Regions from separate parts of the Mus musculus genome. Here region 2 is linked to region 1. A link is a contact called in public promoter capture Hi-C data. All regions are on one chromosome and are shown on one strand. The core of a region is the stretch at or near the end of the contact, and the rest is flanking DNA. Distances in the headings are between cores, read along the strand shown. Region 1 holds the start of Rbms2 (RNA binding motif, single stranded interacting protein 2). Region 2 holds the start of Cnpy2 (canopy FGF signaling regulator 2).

Region 1 (5,153 bases), core at 1,301-3,800:
CCAGTAATAGCACACTAAGGAGACAGGGAGATGCGGAGTTTGAAGTCAGTGAGCACTACAGAGTGAGACCCTATCTTACATCAACAAGTAATTAAATTAATCATAAAGTTAAGTAAGATAGCTCTCACATGGGCTGAAGGCTTGGCTTAGTGCTTGGGAGAGTGCGTGCTTAGCATGCTGAATTCCCGAGATCACCAAAAATAAATAAGTAAATAAATAATAACAAAATGTAAAGCTTCCACTTGTTCAAAAGCACCGAGGTGCGAGGTGCGTGGACTTGGTCTCGGGATGATGCCTTCGCGCTGGGAACGGTCACCCCAGACAGAACGGAACAAGGGCTCTGAAGTTATTGCCATTGTATATTTAATTTGTATATGCTTTTAACATACTCACTTTTGTCCTCTTTTATTACATTTAAAATGTGTGTGTGTATGTGTGTGTGTGTTGGTGAGTGTATACTATAGCACATACGGTGGTCAGAGGACAAATTTCAGGAGTAGGTTCTTCTCCCTTGTACCCCGTGGGTCCCAGGAATTAATCCAGATCTTTCAGCACCTTTACCTGCTGAACTATCATGTGAAAAAAAGTATAGCCTAGGCTGGCCTTTTCCCTCAAGCTCTGCAGTGGATCCTACGGTCACTGGTCACTCTGTGGCCTTGGCTGGCCTCAGGCTTTTGGTGATCTTTCTTCATACATGCTGGAGTTCCAGCTTTAAGCAGTGTATCACCATCCCTAGGCCATGCTTTTTCTTCTTCTTATTATTATTATTTGTTTTTTGAGACAGGGTTTCTCTGTATTATTATTAATTAATTAATTAATTAATTACTTTTTTCTCTTTCTTTTAAAAGATTTATTTATTAGAATAAGTTCACTGTAGCTGTCTTCAAACGCACCAGAAGAGGGTATCAGATCTCATTATGGGTGGTTGTGAGCCACCATGTGGTTGCTGGGATTTGAACTCAGTACCTTTGGAAGAGCAGTAGGTGCTCTTACCCACTGAACCATCTCACCAGCCCTATTAATTTTAAGATACTTTTTTTTTAAAGATTTATTTATTTATTTATTTATTTATTTATTATATGTAAGTACACTGTAGCTGTCTTCAGACACTCCAGAAGAGGGCGTCAGATTTCATTACGGATGGTTGTGAGCCACCATGTGGTTGCTGGGATTTGAACTCGGGACCTTCGGAAAAGCAGTTGGCACTCTTAACCACTGAGCCATCTCGCCAGCTCCAAGATACTTTTTTTTTAATGTTAAAAAAATTAGCTTGGCAGTGGGGGTGCACACCTTTGATCCCAGCATTTGGGAGGCAGGGGTAGGCAGATATCCAGGCCAGCCTGGTCTACAGAGTGAGTTCCAGAACATTCAGGGCTACACAGAGAAACCCTGTCTCAAAAAATAAAAAATAAAACATTGTGTGTGTATGTGTGTCTCTGTGTGTGTTTTGTGTACTTATGTATGTGTATATACGTATGCATGTGTATATGATGGGGGGGGGGAGTGGGAGAGGGAGAGAGAGCACACATGTGTGAGCATGCTGGTATCCATGGAAGCTAGTGGCCATAGAGGTGACTGTGAGTCACCTCATGTGGATGCTGGGAATCAGCTGTGCTCTCCTGGAGTAGCAGCCATGCTCTTAACCCCTGAGCCAGCTCTCCAGACTCCAAAATCTTTCTTACTGCATCAAGATCACCCTAATATAAGCTGGGCCTGGGCGTGGTGGTGCACACCTTTAATCCCAGTACTCGGGAGGCAGAGGCAGGTGGATTTCTGAGTTCGAGGCCAGCCTGGTCTACAAAGTGAGTTCCAGGACTGCCAGGGCTACACAGAGAAACCCTGTCTCAAAAACCAAAAAAAAAAAAAAAAAAAATCACCCTAATATAAACTAGTCTGAGCTCTGAGCTCTCACACACGGTATTGCCATATAGTCTTCTTTCCATGCTCTGGGAGGCAGTCAAGATGGTCCTTTTACACTAAGCTTGATGTCTTTAAATATATATATATATATATATATATACTATTTCATTTATTTCTTTTTGTATGTGCATATGTGGGCATGCCACATTGGGTGCTGGGGTCGGGGGAGAAAAATTTTTGGTAGCTGGTTCTCTCCTTCTACCATGTAGATCTGGGAACTGAGCATAGGCCTGGCAACTTACTAAGACATTTTTCAGGCCAAGTTTGAAATCTTGTAGCTGAGATCTCAGGGAAAGAAAGCTTCAAATCAAAACAAAACAACAACAAAAACCATTGTCTTTTATTAATAATAGGTTAATTGTCTTTTCATAATAATCAGAACTTGTTCATGGAGAAACAGGGTTACATTTGAAAAGGATTAGACCTAAGAATTCTTCTTTCTAGCTTGAACTAAGCCTATGAAAACCAAAACCAAAACAGAACATCCCGGGCATTAGGACCCAGTGGAAGTGGCTCGTTCTGACTTTGGGTTAACTTCTCTCAGTGACGTAAGGAGCAGACCTAGCTCATTCTTCCCCGCAGGCCCCCCCCCCACTCCCTCTCTCTCTCTTGCGTGCTCCTTTTCTCCTCTTTCTCCTCCCCCTCCCTTCTCCCTTCCCTCCCTCTTTCCCTCCCTTCCTCTCTCCCTCTCCTTTCCCCCTCCCCTCCTCCCTCCCTCTTTCTCCCTCCCTTTCCTTCACTCTCTTCTTTCTCTCTCTCAGCTCCGTAACAGTAAAGAAAAAATGCTGCTATCAGTGACTTCCAGGCCTGGGATTTCGACTTTTGGCTATAACAAGAACAACAAGAAGGTAGGAAAAAAGTGCTTTTGGGGAATCAGCTACTTCCTTTCCTAGGGATCCAGGAGCGCCCTTGGTTTTAGAATTCTCCTTTAAGAGGGGAACGAGATTCCTCTGTCCCCCTTCAGCGCCTCTCCTTCCACCGCGTCTTTCCTGCCTTTTTGCACCTGGTTCTGGAGTTAAAGGAATTTAGAGCAGAAGTTTGTGAGGCTGGAGGAGGCAGCGGAATAAAAACAACCAACTTTGCAAGTTTGTATCTTCTGAAACGAAGTTAGTCTGCCTGTCTGCTGCTGCGCCCATGGTCCCGGGGATAGTCTGACAACTCAGACCTTGTCCCTAGGCTCACACCCGGCAAGATTATTTTATCATTTTGGTTAATTGCATCCACCCTTACCCCCACCTCACTTCGCTTTTTACTCAACCCACCAGATAGCAGAAAAATTACAGGTAGTTTGAGAGGTCTCAAGGCTCATCAAGAATTAAGTGTGTGCTTCTAGACGAGAGACCCTACCCCACCCCACCCATCCTGGCAGAGGAATTTGGGGAGATAACATGCTTTGGGATTAAGGCAGAAAGCTCTGTGATTCTTTGGGTCATGCCTTTTGAGAGGATACTTGGAACCCTGCAGATAGCCAGGCTTAGCAAGGATCCCTGGAGTCTTTATGATTAACCCCTGGCTGCCTGAGGAGTTAAGGTATGTTTGAGTGAATGAACAGCCTGGAGAGAGATAGACAGGCTTGCCCACATTTGCCAGAGAGTATCCTTGGCAGTTTCTTGGCATTTTGTGGTATGCAATGCTGGAGGAGGAGCTTTGAGCCATAGCAGGAAGACTTTTTGGTCTCTTTTGAGCATTACAGCTGTTCTTTAAGAAAACACGTGGTGCAGAGATCTATGCTTGTTTGATGGAATGTTGGAGGTGGGGAGAGATTCATATCCTCGTGGACCTGAAAAGACCATTTCAGAGACTCGAATACTAGTATCTCATCAGGGCAGTACTCTGGTGGGTAGTTTATGTGGTTTTCATTCTGTTTATGTGCTTAAGAAAGAAAGCTCTACAGCCAGGTGATGGTGCAAGCCTTTAAATCTAGTACCCAGGAAGCAGAGGCAGTCCAATCTCTAAGTTCAACACCGGCCTGGACTACAAGCAAGTTCCAGGACAGCCAGAGCTACAGAGAGAAACCCTGTGTCAAAAAACAAACAAAAACAAAAAAAGAAATGAAGCTCTATGCATATTTTTGATTACACACATATACAAACATTATATTATATATTTCAATAGGTATTAACTGATGCCCTTCTAATATATATATATGCATATATATATATGTTATATGTGTATATATGTATATATAATTCATTTTATATGTATGTGTGTTTGAAAGGGAACATTCCACCTATCTTTATTCTCCTCAGCTCTTTATAGTACTGTATACAAGTTTCATTCTCATTTTCTATTAGTTTTGGGTTTTGAGACATGGTCTCCGTCTTTGCTCCAAGTTGGCCTAAAACTCACTCTGTAGCCCAGGCTGGTCACAGGATCACAGATATGAATGAGCCATTGCCTCTTATCTTTTTCTTTCTTTCTTTCTTTCTTTCTTTCTTTCTTTCTTTCTTTCTTTCTTTCTTTCTTTCTTTCTTTCTTTCTCTTCCTTCCTTCCTTCCTTCCTTCCTTCCTTCCTTCCTTCCTTCCTTTTCTTCTTCTTCTTCTTCTTCTTCTTCTTCTTCTTCTTCTTCTTCTTCTTCTTCTTCTTCTTCTTCTTCTTCTTCTTCTTCTTCTTCTTTTTGGTTTTTTGAGACAGGGTTTCTCTGTATAGCCCTGGCTGTCCTGGAACTCACTCTGTAGACCAGGCTGGCCTCGAACTCAGAAATCCACCTGTCTCTGCCTCCTAAGTGCTAGCCTTCCTTTCTTTCTAATTTGGTTTTATTATGTAGCCCAACTGGCCCTCAAACTTGTAATCCTCCTGGCTCAGCCTTCCCAGGGCTCCTACTACACAGCCTCTTCTGATTCTTTTTCCCCTCCAAGTTTCTCAGGATACCCATTAGAATAAAAGGAAATGGATTTTCTCTTTCAGGTTGTTATGTATTTGAATATATCTAAAATATTTTCTCAGTTCTCCTTTCCCTTTGGAGTATGGGGGATGTCTAAGATTTAGTTTCCTTCTTTTTTTTCTTTTTGTTTTTTTGTTGATGCTGATGCTGGGGATGGAACGTGTGGCCTTGCACATGCACTTGGTGACTAAGCCAACAGCCAGATGTTTAGATTGTAAGTGTAGGAGAACTTGGGGACCAAGAGATAGGACTGCAGATTTCAACTTAATCTCATATCTCTTCCTGATAATTTATAAGGTCTGGGAAACAGTTCAGGAAATACTGTCTTTGGATAGGGTAGGAGTGGGA
Region 2 (5,153 bases), core at 1,185-3,684, 150 kb before region 1:
GCAGTTGGGTGCTCTTACCCACTGAGCCATCTCACCAGCCCTCACAACTGTTTTTAACTCCACCCTCACACAGACATGGATTCAGGCAAAACACCAATCCACATAAAGTAAAAATAAATCAATCATTAAAATAAATTTCCTTGCATATTTCTTACTAGGTATAGCTTTAACTTATGCTTCTAGCTAATATAAATTTCTTGAATACAAAGACTTTTTTTAAAAAAATGATTTATTTTTATTTTATGCACGAGTGTTTGCTTGCATGTATACATGCCTGGTGATCACAGACACCGGAAGGAAATGTTTGATTCCCCAGAATGAGTTATGAGCCACTACATGGGTGCTAGAATCTGAGCCAAGTCCTCTGCAACAGCAGCATGTTCTCCTAACCACGGAACCATCTCTCTAGCTCCAGGGAAGACTTTGAGGGCAGGCATCACAGGAGTGTACCAGTATGCTGGGTTTATGGGATGTTAAGGGCCAAACACAGGGTTCTGTGCATGCGAGGCTAGCACTCTATCAACTGAGCTACATTCCCAGCTGGACAAGACCTCTTATTCTTTTTTTAAATAAATGTATATATACAATACTGCTATAGTGAAACAAGAGACATGCGGACTGGGGATGAGGAGAAACAGACTAATCAAGACCTAACTTCTACAGCAGAAACAATTAATTGAGGTTTGGGGCAAAGAAATACGTGGTTATAACTTTCCAGGCTCTTCCAGATAGGCAGAACCCAACTGCTCTGCTGTTTGTGTACTAGGATTACAGGCATGCAAATACCATAAGTGGCTTAGAGCCCAGTCCTTCTGATACACAATCAATGTTCTGGCTCCTTGGTTGTTTGTTTGTTTGGTTGGTTTTTTGAGATAGGGTTTCTCTCTATAACAGCCTTGGCTGTCCTGGAACTCTCTTTGTAGACCAGGCTGGCCTCAAATTCAAGATCAGCCTGCCTCTGCTGGGATTAATGATATGTACCATCACACCAGGCTGTTTCTTTTCTTTTCGAAGACAGTACCTAATTCTATGGGGTAGACCAGAACTAGAACTCAGAAAGATCCTTCTGGTCCCGCCTCTGAGGGTTGAGATCATTATCATTACAGGTCGAATGACTTCCTGCTTTCTTCTCTTCGAACAAGTTCATACTCTAAGCCCGAGTGAGCTACTTTATTTGAGGGATAGTAAATTACCTCCACAACTGACTGGCTGCCATCTGGATTGATTCGGAAGGATCCCATCTGAATGGTCTTCTTGGGGTCCACGCGGGCAATTTCCCACTCTAATTCATCCACCAGAGCCCTGCAAGCTGGTGTCAGGGAAGAGAACAGGGAGTGGGGATGGTGAGGGGAATGAGGGTTTTTCTATCCATCCTTGTTCCAAGCTTTGGATCTCATGACTCCCACGGGTCATCTTCCTCCCACTTCTCCACTGGTCTTCGTGCTTTTACCTCCACAGTGTAGATCTTGGCTCCTTCGAGCCCAGGCAGTTCCCAGCAGGACCCCCAAAAGTAGGGCTAGCCAACCCCAGCCTTTCATCTTTAGTGTAACAGGGTCGCTCCACCTGGATTTGTATGAAAATGAAACACAGGTGTGAGGAGAGCGATCCATTTCCCCCATGACCGTCACCCCTCATTCCAAGGCCTTCAGAGGCCTTGGTGTGATTCGGATTGTTTTCCAGGAAAAAACCTCGTTACAAACACCCGAGGGACCGGAGTTCGGGATGGGGGAATAGGGAGTGAGAGCTCGGGACTGGGACTCAGATCCAGAAACTATGTCCTCCACAGGTGAGGGCCTGGGTTTTGATACTTTGAGGACACTGAGGACTCACAGAGCTATGCAGTAGCTTTGAGATGGAGGTTATCGATTACGTGAGAATGACGGGCAGAAAGGAGCTGCCAGCAAGGAACCAGTCAGGCCATGAAGCCAGCGAGCACACTCCATAACCAGGGCCTATGTGGACCTAGCACCAAGGGTTCCGGAATCCCCATCTCTAGAATGTAAGTAGCTCCCGTGCAGACAGACCAGCCCCTTTTGTAAGGACTCCGCCATCGCTTTGCTCGGGTCCATTCCCAACCTCAGTGCGCCCACAGCCTCTGACGCTCGCATCTGTCCCACCTCTGCTCCCACGGCCGCCGCCGTGGCCCAGGCTCTGGAAAGCAGCCGGACTCTCACTTTGTTTTCTGTGGGTCCCAACCCTAGCAGCTGGCTGGGAAAAACGGGGCTGTCCCGGCTTCTCCAGAGCGCTCCGGCTCCCGCCAGGTTCAGGGTGGCCAGTGACCGCCTGGCCCAGCTTCCCGCACTTAACTAGGCACCTAAGCGGAGATCTGAGGGTCCCGTGCGAGCCCCCCACCGAAACTGACCCTAAGCCCGCCCCTCCAAACTCTCGCGCGAGCAGGCAGCTTTAGGAGCGCCTCCGAGGCAGCGAGGACCCCTTGGAAGACTTGAGGACCCAGACTTGCGTGGCGAATTGGTTCACGTGACCAACCAAAGAACAAAGGTAGCCTAGCTTACAGTGAGGACCGAGCGCATGGGGTGCCTGGGGAAATTGCATCAGTCCAGGTGGGCTAGGACTTGCAAACAGATGCAATTAGTAGTGGGAGAGAAGCCTAGGTTTCAATGCACAAAGATTTCATGATACAGCAAACTACATTTCCCAGGAAGCACTGCAGTACCACTCTGCCAGTAGCTACAGGTCTTTTTCTTTCTTAAAAAAAAAACAAACAAACAAACAAAAAAACTAGTTTTTAAAACAACTTCCTTCTTGTACCAAATTAATAAATGATCGTCATTAGGTATGTATTGGGTAATATCATTTTTGGTATTATCTGCCTTTTCAGGCAGGTTCTTGGAGATTTCTCTTAATTTATCCTCTGAGGATGGGGGTGTGGGTTATATTACGGTCAATATTCTTCTTAGCTCTCACGCTGTGAATAGAGCAATTCCTCTCTGAATTTTCGGCACACCGCAGGTACTGTCATGAGTGAAGCAGTGTCTTGCTATGTAGCCCAGGATGCCTTGAACTCAACTCCCCATCGCAGGCTGGTTGGGGACTGTGGTTCTCAACTGCTCCGCTGTTAGGATAACAGGTTGACACCACGCCTTAAGGTCTTGAGATAAACTGGGATTTGTGATCGCTTTATGTATTTAGGGTGCTAGGCAACTACAGCAAAGACCGAACACCGTCCAGGGGAAGAACAATTATGTTCCTCCTGGTGCCCGGCATGGTGGCGCATGCCTTTAATCCCAGCACTTGAGAGGCAGAGGCAGGCGGATTTCTGAGTTCTCGAGGCCAGCCTAGTCTACAAAGTGAGTTCCAGGACAGCCAGGGCTACAGAGAAACCCTGTCTCAAAAAACAAACCAAAAACCAACCAAACAAACAAAAAAACAAAAAAACTATGTTCCTCCTGGATCCATTCATTCTGGGACTCAGAATCTTCATTTCTAGGTGTGGATCTGAAAACACAGTTTTCATTTTCTCATTGTTTGGTGAAGTCAAATCAAAGAAAGAAAGAAGCCAAAGAATCCCACACTAGCGGTTTTCTAATGAGATAAAAATACTTTTATTTTATAAAACATGCTGTTTTAAGCAAAATTTTTAAAAAATAAAACAAAACTCGAGATAGAATGTATGGAAGACAGATACTTCTCAGCTGTGGTCAGGAATGAAGCCAGTAGCTCAGCTTCCTGCACACCGGTTTGATTGGCCCATTGAGACTCTACAAGCTGGTCCACCCAGCCACCGTCTCTCAAGCAGCTAGATGCTGGAGCTGCCTGGGTCTCTGTACCCTGTGACTGTCCAGGACTTCAGTTCTCTAGCAGACTGGGAACTGAGAGTTCTGGTTCTAGAGCTCTTTTGTACAGATATCAGTTGCCCAGGATATTTATTACGAACACCAATCACTCCACCTGGGTCACTTTAGGCTTTGTTTCTGGCCCACTGTTTTGCAGAGGATAAAGGGGGAATCTGGCAGCTAGAACCTTTGCAACAATTTTGCTGCTTTCCAGTTCTATTAATAGCACCATCTGTAGACCCTGAGCAGATCCAGTTCTGGAAGTGGACAGGGTAAAGCCGACTTGAGAAGCCACCTCTCAGTTCTGGGGACAGCACTGAAAGGGAAGGCAGCTCACAGTGCCAGCACTGAGAAGACAGCTGCATCTGTTAGGAGACAGAATCACGGAGACCAGGGTGAGCAGAGGAGGCACCAGGACACTCACTATACAGAAAGAGCATGAGGGAAGTAGGGCAAGGCATGGACATTTCCCTGAGCAAGCGGCTACACCAGTGTCTCTCTCACTGACTATTGGAAACACTGAGTGATGTGTGAACTGTCAGACACTTCAGGAGCAGGTAGGGGTATTATAATCTGAGGTGGTGGTATACAAGCTCGACATATGCCAGCAACACCTACCCAGCCCAGTTTCCCTCGCCTCAGCCCAGCCTTACTCTTGGGACTTGTCTGGCTTTCAGGCTCAGGCACCTTCCAGTCCATCTTTCGGCCCTTCTCATAGAGACCCTTGAGCACCTTGTGGAAGGACTCGGGCTCGGTGCCGTTCTTGCTCAGCTCCAGATACTTCCGGTAGAGTTGAAGGGCTGTGCGGGCATCCTCAATGCTGTCATGGGTCTCACCTTGAATCTTCAGGTCTGGGGTACACCGATACTTAAGGAACTCACAAAGGCGGCAGGCACCCCATCTCTATCCTGGCACCCACAACACTCCCACGCAGTCTCCTAGAAACATCTTTTCTTATTTTATGTTTACTGACTGTTTTGCCTGCGTGGTCTATGTATGGGTGTGCATGGTGACCATGAAGGTCAAAAGATGGTGTCAGATTGCCTGAACTGAGGTTACACACGGTTGTGAGCGGTTGTGAGCTATCATGTTAAGCACTGGGGCTTGATCCTGGGCCCTCTGCAAGAGCAGTGGTAGGTGCTCTAAGCCAACTCGTCAGACCCAGAAAACGTCTTCTTAAATTAGTGATAGATCTAACTAAAACCATTAGCTGAAAAAAATGGTAATTCTAACTTGAGAAATAACTATTCTTTATTCTAAAATGATTCCTGTTTTGTTGTTCTTGTAGATTTTTTGTTTGTTTGAAGACAGGGTTTCTTTGTGTAGCCCTGGCTGTCCTGGAACTGAGACTGTAGACCA

The links. Capture Hi-C pulls out chosen DNA fragments and counts their contacts.
Region 2: a promoter capture Hi-C map of adipose tissue shows a contact between it and region 1. The contact joins the promoter of Cnpy2 here to the promoter of Rbms2 in region 1. A contact is called at or near these places in 8 of 39 promoter capture datasets (the 3T3-L1 cell line, the C10 cell line, the HPC-7 cell line and 5 more), 1 of 484 Hi-C or Micro-C datasets (embryonic stem cells), 4 of 115 datasets of contacts at active chromatin or transcription factors (the SCID.adh cell line, embryonic stem cells and trophoblast stem cells) and 2 of 9 other capture datasets (adipose tissue and pancreatic islet).

The regions. Positions count from the first base shown.
Region 1 is chr10:128,173,965-128,179,117 of GRCm38.p6, reverse strand. It overlaps Rbms2 (RNA binding motif, single stranded interacting protein 2), which reads left to right and starts at 2,550. Exons shown (of 13, transcript NM_019711.2): 1 at 2,550-2,768. The coding sequence starts at 2,703.
Region 2 is chr10:128,319,740-128,324,892 of GRCm38.p6, reverse strand. It overlaps Cnpy2 (canopy FGF signaling regulator 2), which reads right to left and starts at 2,434. Exons shown (of 6, transcript NM_019953.1): 1 at 2,118-2,434; 2 at 1,451-1,563; 3 at 1,194-1,309. The coding sequence starts at 1,538. Pan2 (PAN2 poly(A) specific ribonuclease subunit) reads right to left here. Exons shown (of 26, transcript NM_133992.3): 25 at 4,448-4,645; 26 at 3,535-4,159. The coding sequence ends at 4,128.